2 separate regions of the Triticum aestivum genome follow, and region 2 is linked to region 1. The links are chromatin contacts, called in public Hi-C maps. All regions are on one chromosome and are shown on one strand. Each heading gives the region's core, a stretch centred on a gene start, on an enhancer-like site or on the middle of the called end of the contact. The rest is flanking DNA. Distances are from core to core; before and after follow the strand shown. Region 1 holds the start of LOC123078472 (serine/threonine-protein phosphatase 6 regulatory subunit 3). Region 2 holds the start of LOC123078474 (21.9 kDa heat shock protein).

Region 1 (4,549 bases), core at 1,524-4,023:
ACCACAGAAGAAAATTGTTCGCATGAAAGCTAGACCCAGTGCATGCCTTGATTAACCAAACCGCCCAAATATTCAAAGAAAGTACACTAAATGAACATATACCCCATAAGTTTAAGTGTGTTAATAAAATGTTCCTTGTTTATACAAGGACAAGGAATACCTGAACATAATTCATTAGTGGGGCAGTCTTCCGCAGCATCAAACAAATTACCACCTACAACAAATAAGTAATCAAACATACTTCAGCCTTGTAATAAATATGACAGCAACCACAAGATGAAGTCTCAACATCAGATTAACAAAAGGCAAGACCAAACTTCAGCAGGGAACTTCTACAACGAATTTATGCCATGATTCGGATATAAATAATCCAAATAAAATGAAATACCTTACTGAAGTAACCAGATAATAATGTGCTGTGTGGATGATCAGGTTTCACAAATGAGAAAAGCAAATCCATTAACTGCAATGCAGAAGATTAAGAGAAGTAAAATTAGCTAGAATGGTTGTAATGAAACATATCTGACAAAGATGTCAAAAGGACAAGAAAGCTTTTACTCTAACCTCTTCATCCTCTACTAGGGTCCTCAAAATGACATCTATTTCACAAGTAAATATCTCACAAGCAATGAAAGGGAACCTGCAAGGAATGGATGAATTTATACAAAGGAGGAAACTCAGTCCGTAACATCTACAGGCAATGAATGTTAATGGCCAATGGCATACTTGAAAGAGCGCTTTTTTTCAGCGTCATCTGGAACTTCTTCAACAACATAACGAAGCAATTGTTCCACCTGGGCCTTGTCACGGAGGCTACACAAAATATTTCAAGCATTATAGGCTGGGAAATACAACAGTATAAGTACAAGGAACACTGGATGCCAACAGTCAAGAAAATGAAGGCCAACATAGGTATTTACTATATCACTCATTCATTCAACCAGATGATCTATCAAGAAAACTCAACGTGCCAATTTGGTTTAACAGTACAAAATACTAGTGTAATAACTTGTATTTGCTCAAAAAGGCATCAGATTCACTTCTTTGCAGGTTAATATAAATAAAACTAGGAATCTATTTGGAGAGGAAAAGGAAAGGGGGAATAGAAACAGTTATCCTTGCTTATAAACAAAAGAACTATGTGAACCATCTATTTAGAAGAAAGCATTACTGCCAGCATTACTGCCAAAAACAAACTACAAATTCTGGGCAGATTTTCTTCCTATGATGGGATTAAAACAGCAACTATTAAGTGCAAAAACAATTGTACTTGTATGATATATGTAGACTGGTTCATAATTTCCTTAACTTAATAAGCGACTGTGTTTCCTTTACAACAGTTGCAGCTATCTCAAGAGAAAAGTATAAAATTCTTCATTGTTACTCTAGTGCACAGGATGAAAATGAATAGTAAGGTTATACAATATTAAACATGCCACCCATGTAAACCTCAAGCTAATAACAGAAGCTCAAGGAAATTACAAATTTATGAGTCGGGTGTTCAGTGCTTTGCACTCTTGAATAATTTCATCCTCATCAAGAAGTTCTTCAAGTGTAAAATTTTCCTTGTCTAGGATTGTATCCACCTGAAATAATAATATATTAAGTTAGGTATAAGTTGATTCATAACCTTTGTTTCTACAATACTATGAAAATATATTAAGATATCATTGAGGTTATAAAATTTATTTACATTGACTATGGAATAATATTATAATTATCATTATTATTCATGATTCATGTGGGCCATGAGATGGAATAACGGAGCCACTTAAAATTATCAGACAATTCCGGATACAGCTGAGTTTGGATGATTGAACACAAGATTTTTTTGAAGGCAACTGAACACAATATCAACGAATGGAATTGGAATTAGAAAGGTACTTCGTTTTGCTCAAACATGGTATTATCTCAGAAGAAAATCAGTAGAGACCAAGTAACTCATAAGAATGGGGGGGAAAAAGGAGGAACAGCTACACTGGCACACTGTTCCAGCTAAGTTCTTCATAAAACAGCGTAAGTACCCAACTCATATGAATCTTCAGTTTAGGATGCTAATCAAATAGTATCACACATCAGATCAGAGATTCAGCTTTAGAAACACAGCAGCTTTGCCATATGCATCCCCGTCTACACAACGATCCGAGTCATCCCCAGGGCTAACTTGCATGCAAAACATAACCAAATCCGAACCCAAGGCATTTACTCCATCCCTGCAACCCGCCCCAATCACGAGAACAGCACATGCACGAGCTCGCCAATGCAAAATAACACAACTCGCAGTCGCAGCGCAGCCGGGAACAAAATAAGAGCAAGCGAGCATTACAACCCACAAACAAGTGCCGCACCCAATCCACAGTGTCAATCTAAACAAACGGGTCCACGACCAAGCTCGCAGCCACCGCAGCACATAGGGACGGATGGACGAACCAATCTGAGAGAGCGGAGGGAGATTGGGGGGAGCTACGAGCAGGGAACTCACGGGTGAGGCCGCGGAGAGACCGGTCATGCGCCAGAACATGGTGGCGGCGGCGGTGGATCTAGGGTTTCCGACCCCGGGGAGCGCGAGTCCGCGGCCGAATCCGCGCGAATCCGGGCGGCGGCGGCCGGATTGGGCGGCCGGGGGAGGAGGGTGGATCGGGAGAGGGGCGAGCGGATCGAATTGGGATCGCGGGGGGTGGGAGGCGCACGAGAGGAGGAAAAAACAGCACGCTTTTCTATTTGGGCTTTCCTTGGGTTTGATTTGGCTTGGGAGATGGGGGATTGGAGCTGAGGGGCGCTGTTAGGCGACGAGGGCAGATGGCGATGGGTCGAATTATTTGCTCACTTGTGTTGTTAAAATAAAAAATAAAGTCTGAACAATGGACTCGTTTCAAAAACTGATTTCTAGGGGTAATGGTTCAACCTTCTCTTCCCCGTGCGTGACGATTCACGCACGATTTGATTTTAACTCCTCACGTACTAATAATGAAGAAATAAGCGAGAAAACAACTGCTCCATCGTCTTCATCGTTGATTCCCCTTCTCCATCAGTCACACACTCGCACCCTGACCTTTGTTTCTTCCCTCTTGCGGACGGTCTTTCTTGACTCCTCCGTCTCCACAAGGGGGATCGATCGACGCGACGAGTGCAGATTGCAAGCCCCGGCAAGCCAGAGTCACTAGAGGTGTGCAACTTGGAGGACCTCCTAGCACCGAGGAGGCGCAAGTACTCTCGAGTTGGCCATCACTTGCGTGAATCGCCAATACATGGTCCACCAACACATGTCGTCGCCCTCGCCCAGCGCAAGCCCCTACACATGTCTCGAGAGAGGAGCGGTCATTAGGAAATGCCAGGGAAGCAGTCACCTAAGAATGAGAGCACAACAACAGTGCTAATTTTTGTATGTCTCTTCATGTTGCGTCGTAATTCCTTTCTCTCACACACACGCCCAGTGAGAGAGAGAGAGAAACACATCACACGGGTAAAGGAGGAGAGGAATCAGAGCATCTCGATCATGATTTGTCTCTACCTGGTTATTAACATTCATCCGGTCCGATATCCCGGCCAGCTGCAATTAATTGTCGATGTCTGGATCAATCTTCTTTGATTTGGCCGATAGGGATCAGGACGAATAAGCGGGGTGATGTTCTTGACATGCTGCTATAACAATGTGGATATGCTCATTGATCCGGACACCATCTACCCCACCCGCCCCGACTGACAAGACGCCCCCAAGTCACAGTTCAAGCCCCAAACACATAATCTTCTCTTCCTCAACTTTTTTTCTGCATTATTATTCCCATTTGGACACCTACGTGGTCCAACTAGAACACGAGTGGGTGCACATGAGATTGAAAGCACGTGTGGGTGTAACTGTGTAAGAATAATACTAATACGCAGAATCATAACTGAAGCATCAACCCCTATCTCTGGATCATCCTCTATGCCTACGCATACAAAAATTCAGAGTCCCAAAAACTGATTAGAGACATTAATGATTGTCATGTATTATCATCGAGCTTGAACTAATTAGCTAAATAAAACTCCATGGCAAATAACAAAGCATATGAGAGTTATAGTATTTACAAATTGTAGTGCAAAGATTGCTTTTGCAGTGCAATTATTTTGGGCGATATTAGATAGGTATGTTTGCGGCTGGTCACTTGGTTGGGATTATGTTTACTCCTTCTCATGATTATGTTTGCACAGAGACATAGACCTAGGTCATTGAGCCTTCAAGCTCGATTTCGTCATGCCCTCATAATCCAACCACCCCCGTGTTCATTTCCTCATGTTTTTCAGCTTTACATTGTGTAAGGTGTGGTGTGCACGTAAAGTTGTATGAGATATGTACAAGAGGAAAATACGCATAGAACTCATGTGTGATGATGTGCAGGTGAAAGAAAGAGCTGAGAAGCTAGAGAGTTGGAGAAACAAGGAGAAGTTGAATGAACAGAAGGTGGAGGACAGGTAGTTCTTCCGCAAGTTGAGTTCTAATCAGGGTTGCTAAAGATAAAGCATAAAAGAAAATTCGCAAGGCTATCATGCATACCACGCTTTTCGAGGT
Region 2 (4,450 bases), core at 480-2,979, 230 kb after region 1:
GTGGGAGCTCTGATATTCTCTTCTTGTTTGTGCAGTTCCACTATGCCGTTTTCTTCGCATACATGAGGCTACGAGAGCAGGAGATAAGGAACTTGATGTGGATCTCTGAATGCGTTGCTCAGAACCAGAAGAACAGGGTCCACGACAGCGTCGTGCCGATCTTTTAATCGCCCCCTATTACTGTGCATATGGTTGTACAAAAGGCCTGCTTTGATGATGGCACAATCGATTGCACACTTTACAAGCTCATGGTTTGTTATTACCCCTGTTCCTCTTTCTACGCGGCTGAAAAGCTAGACCTGGAGTAGTGTATCATTATTTGTTTTTGTAGTAAAAATAAAAGGCGCAGTTGTACGGTAAACTAAATAAATGATGTTTATTTTCGTAGTGGGTGGCACTATTTGTGCAGTTTGTTGGCAATGTAAAATGTACACCCAAGATATCAAATGGTTTGTTGGCAAAACAGACTCTTTTACTGCATTATCAAATGGAACTTGTGCAGCTTAGAAAAGACATGGAAATTGTTGGGCTTTGTTTACTATTGTGTATTTTCCCAAGCCTCCTAGCCTTGCACCTTATAAAAAAAAATAGATCATGAAAATGCAGGTCTACGAGTATGTGATAGTAAGTTTCATGTACTATAATTTAGTGATGTACGTACGCGTGATAGTATCATTAGAATTTATTCCTCACGTATATATCTCGGCAGCTAGGTCGTACATCCGCTCGTATTGTTAGGTGCACGCACACATCAGCACAACGGACGCTGCATTTACATTCAGTGATGATGATGATTTTCAGTTTCTGGAGAAGAGCCTATGGGAGACGAAGACGCCTAGCGTGAAGGCGGCGACGGCGGTGGCGGCGATCACCTCCTTGTTCTTACCTATGGTATCTGCCCACTTGAACCCCTCCTCCGCCGCCCGCTCCTTCCAGCAGCCTTTCTTCTCCCTCTGCGTCTCCGTCTCTGTCGCCGTCTCATACTCAAGCTTCTCCTTGTGGTCCTGACCATCATCTCCTTTCACCACCTTTTCTGTTGCCTTGGGCTCCTGTTTCCTGTCGTCCACTTTCGTGGCCGGGGGTTCCTTGGCCGTCTCCTCTCTGTGCCTCCCCAGCTGCAACCTTGCCCTCGCCGCCTCGATCAGCCGCTCCGCCTCCCGGATAACCTTGGATTTCTCATCCGTTGGTTTGTCGCCGACGTCCTTGGCCGGGGCGGAAGGCAGCTTGGGCACGGTGAGCGTGAGCAAGTTGGCGTCGTACCGGCCGGTGATTGCGTCGAGGTCGGATGTAGATGGCAGCTGAAACACCTTGTGCAGCCGCACGTTCCCAGCTCCGCCATCCGCCGTTTTGTGGCCGAGGATGTTGAGCCGGCCCGCGGGGTCCACGTGCACCCGGAAGTCCTCCTTCTTGAACCCTTGATCAACATAATGTCACACAACTCAGTAGGTACAACAGCAAAGCTTAATTCGGGTTCGGGGAGCACCATTTCATCCATCTCACTCAGCACGAGTCACGAACGGGCATCGCACGTACCTGGGAGGTTGAGGCGGAGGAGATAGCTGCCGTCGCCGTCGACCCACTCGTACACGGGGTCCAAGTCGGCCGCCACGGCTGACGATTCTTGCCCGCCCGCCATGTCGTTTCACTGGGTTTCCCGGGCCGGGCGATCAGACGGTACCTAGCTAGCTTCAGCCGCGTACTGATCGATCGGGCTGGAGGTGCCACCTAGAGTTACTGCCACGCGCCTCATATATAGCATCATGTACGCAGCTTGCCTCCTTGCGCTGGTAACGCTAAAACTATTCGAAGCTTTTCTTGAGGGGCTGGGCTGGCACAAGGAAAATTTATCGTGGGGGTCTAGCCAGGGGATCTCCATTTCCTCCTCCTAGACGTGTAACGTGTCTTGGGCTCACTATACTTTGGGCGTGCGCCAGGGTATCGTCTGTACTAAGAGCAACTTGAATGGCGCGCCCATTTTATCCGCCCATGTCCGTTTGAGTCTGCGCGACAAAAACGACGGCCCGACGCAGAAACCCATTTTTATTTTGCGTCCGCTTTGTGTCCGCGCGAAACCCATTTCCGTCCTAAATTTGAGTCACATTTGGGTCCGAGGCGGATACGAAGCGGACGTTTTCTCTGTCGCTCTCGTCCGTCTGCGTCCGGGCCTGGCCCGCTTGTCACCCACCCATCTCTCTCTCTTCGTATTTATATGAGCTGGCCCACTTCCCCACCGCTCGAGGCGCACTTTGCTCCGATGCGCCCCTGCTTCGCCCCGCTCGCCGCCGTGCTTGAGCGGCCGTGCTCCGCCCCGCTCCCCGCCCCTGCTCCGCCAGGCTCGCCGCTCTCAGGGTCCTCGCGTCGCTTCGTATCCCGGAGCAGGAGCTGGTCCGGTGGTGCTCTTCGAGCGGTGGTTGAAGGCCGCCGGTGGTGTCGGAGCCGCGAGCCTCCTCCTCCCCGCGCCGCGATGGCCGGTGCGCGCCCTCCCCCGTCCGCTACGACGCCTCTCCCCCCGCAGCATCCGCAGTCCGCACCCGCCGTAAATCTCGAGCTCCCGGCCGCCTCGCTCGCCGCCAATGCATTGCCACGGCGCGGCCACGCGAGTTGCGGGCGTGGCGGCGGGACGCAGGCGTGGGCAGGCGACGCGAGCTATGCGCAGGCGGGCTGCGGCAGGACGCGGGCGGCAGGCGACGCGAGCTACGCGCAGGCGGGCTGCGGCAGGACGCGAGCGGCAGGCGACGCGAGCTACGCGCAGGCGGGCTGCGGTGGCCGCGGCAGGAGCCGCAGGACGGGGGCGCGGCAGGAAGCGGGCGCGACGGCGGGCGTGGCAGACGCGGGCACGGCTGTCGCAGCGGGAAACGGGCGCGGCGGCCGCGGCCTGACGCGGGAGCGGGCGAGTGCGACCGCGGGACATGGGCGCGGGCGCGACGGCGGGAGGCCATGGCAAGACGCGGGCGCGATGCCGGGTGCGGCTGGAGCCCGGAGCTTGTGTCGACGAGCAGCTCAGGGCGGTGGCCCGTCAGGTGTTTGAAGAAATGCCTGGATGGACATGCCCAAAATGGGTCTGTTCCGTGTTGGGCACACCGGCTGACCCAATTAAAAAAGCGGACACGGATGTCCGCCCGGCCGACCCAAACGAACAAAATGCGGACAAAATCCGTGTCCGTTTGGATCACCCCATTAGAGTTGCTCTAACTCCATCTCACCTAAGCAACAAAAGAACTCGACATTTTTTAACTTTCTCTCCGCGTCTCATACCTCACACAAATAGTTTATCCCAAGTATTTTTTTTAAAAAGGGCAAAAGATTTCCCACGTATATTAATTAAGAGAGAATAGAGTTTGTGTTACAAACACCCCTTAACAATACACGGAAGAATCACTTTCCCGGCATAATGGACCCTAGTTTCTTAGCTCCGGCGGCGACCCAAAATGATGCCTCCCTTTTGATGTTGTCGAGAAGAACCGTAGGCGGATCGACCATGTTGCGAAATACACGGGCGTTTCGCTCGTTCCAGATCGTCCATGTAGTGAGCATGGTGAGCGAGGCCATGGCCTTCCGGTTGGGGACGGAAGCATCAGTTAACCCAAGCCACCAGTCTAAGGTGGAATGCCTCAGGGGCCAAGTAGAGGTGTCAATGTGAATGAGTTGCAGCCACGCCTTGACCAAGCCCCATAGGCGAATGGTGAAACGACATTTGAAGAAGAGATGGTCAACCGATTCATTCTCACGCATGCATAAGGGGCATGAGCCACAGTTAGGCCAACCGCGCTTGGCCAATCGATCCGCAGTCCAGACTCTATTTTGGATGGCCAGCCAAGCAAAGAACTTGACCTTGGGTGGAGCCCAGATTTTCCATACTGCATGCTCCAAGGGAGAGCGAATGAGGCCGAGAAACTGCGCTTTGTAGGCGGACTCCGCCGTGTAGAGGCCACTAGTAGAATGCTTCCAAACAATGTCGTCGTCAATATCCTCCTGTAGGTGAAAATCCCGGATGGTGGCCCAAAGCTCGAGAAATTGTCTGAAGTGCTCTATAGAAAAATCGGACGTCATCTTGATCTTTTTAACCCAAGCGCCATCCTTTAGTGCTTCCCGCACCTTCCAATTCTTCCTCGTTGACGCCGCATAGATGAGAGGGCCAAATCCATGGGTTTGCGGTTGTGCACCCACGGAGAGTCCCAAAAGGGGATGCGCGCGCCATTTCCCACGATAATAGTTGAGGAGGCATAGAAGAAGTTGTAGTCTGCGTTATCGCACAGGTTACCCATGCCGACCCACATCTTATTTGGCTCCTTCCACTCAAACCAAATCCAACGAAGCCTTAGTGCCCTAGCAAATTTCTCCGTGTTTAGCACTCCAAGACTCCCATTGGCAATTGGGCGGCAAATGGTGTCCCAGTTAACCTTGCATTTGGCCCCGGTGGTCTTGTCTGTTCCCTCCCAAAGGAACGCTC

What was found. Hi-C and Micro-C count contacts between places; a contact is called where the count stands out from the background.
Region 2: a contact with region 1 is called in a Hi-C map of leaf, with 7 times the contacts expected there. The contact joins the promoter of LOC123078474 here to the promoter of LOC123078472 in region 1. A contact is called at or near these places in 2 of 5 Hi-C or Micro-C datasets (both in leaf).

What each region holds. Positions count from the first base shown.
Region 1 is chr3D:288,457,034-288,461,582 of IWGSC CS RefSeq v2.1, forward strand. It overlaps LOC123078472 (serine/threonine-protein phosphatase 6 regulatory subunit 3), which reads right to left and starts at 2,774. Exons shown (of 19, transcript XM_044500996.1): 1 at 2,483-2,774; 2 at 1,483-1,586; 3 at 727-813; 4 at 565-640; 5 at 389-463; 6 at 161-214. The coding sequence starts at 2,521.
Region 2 is chr3D:288,689,793-288,694,242 of IWGSC CS RefSeq v2.1, forward strand. It overlaps LOC123078474 (21.9 kDa heat shock protein), which reads right to left and starts at 1,730. Exons shown (of 2, transcript XM_044500999.1): 1 at 1,534-1,730; 2 at 670-1,414. The coding sequence starts at 1,636. The coding sequence ends at 798. It overlaps LOC100146098 (probable V-type proton ATPase subunit d), which reads left to right. Exons shown (of 10, transcript XM_044500998.1): 10 at 36-463. The coding sequence ends at 167.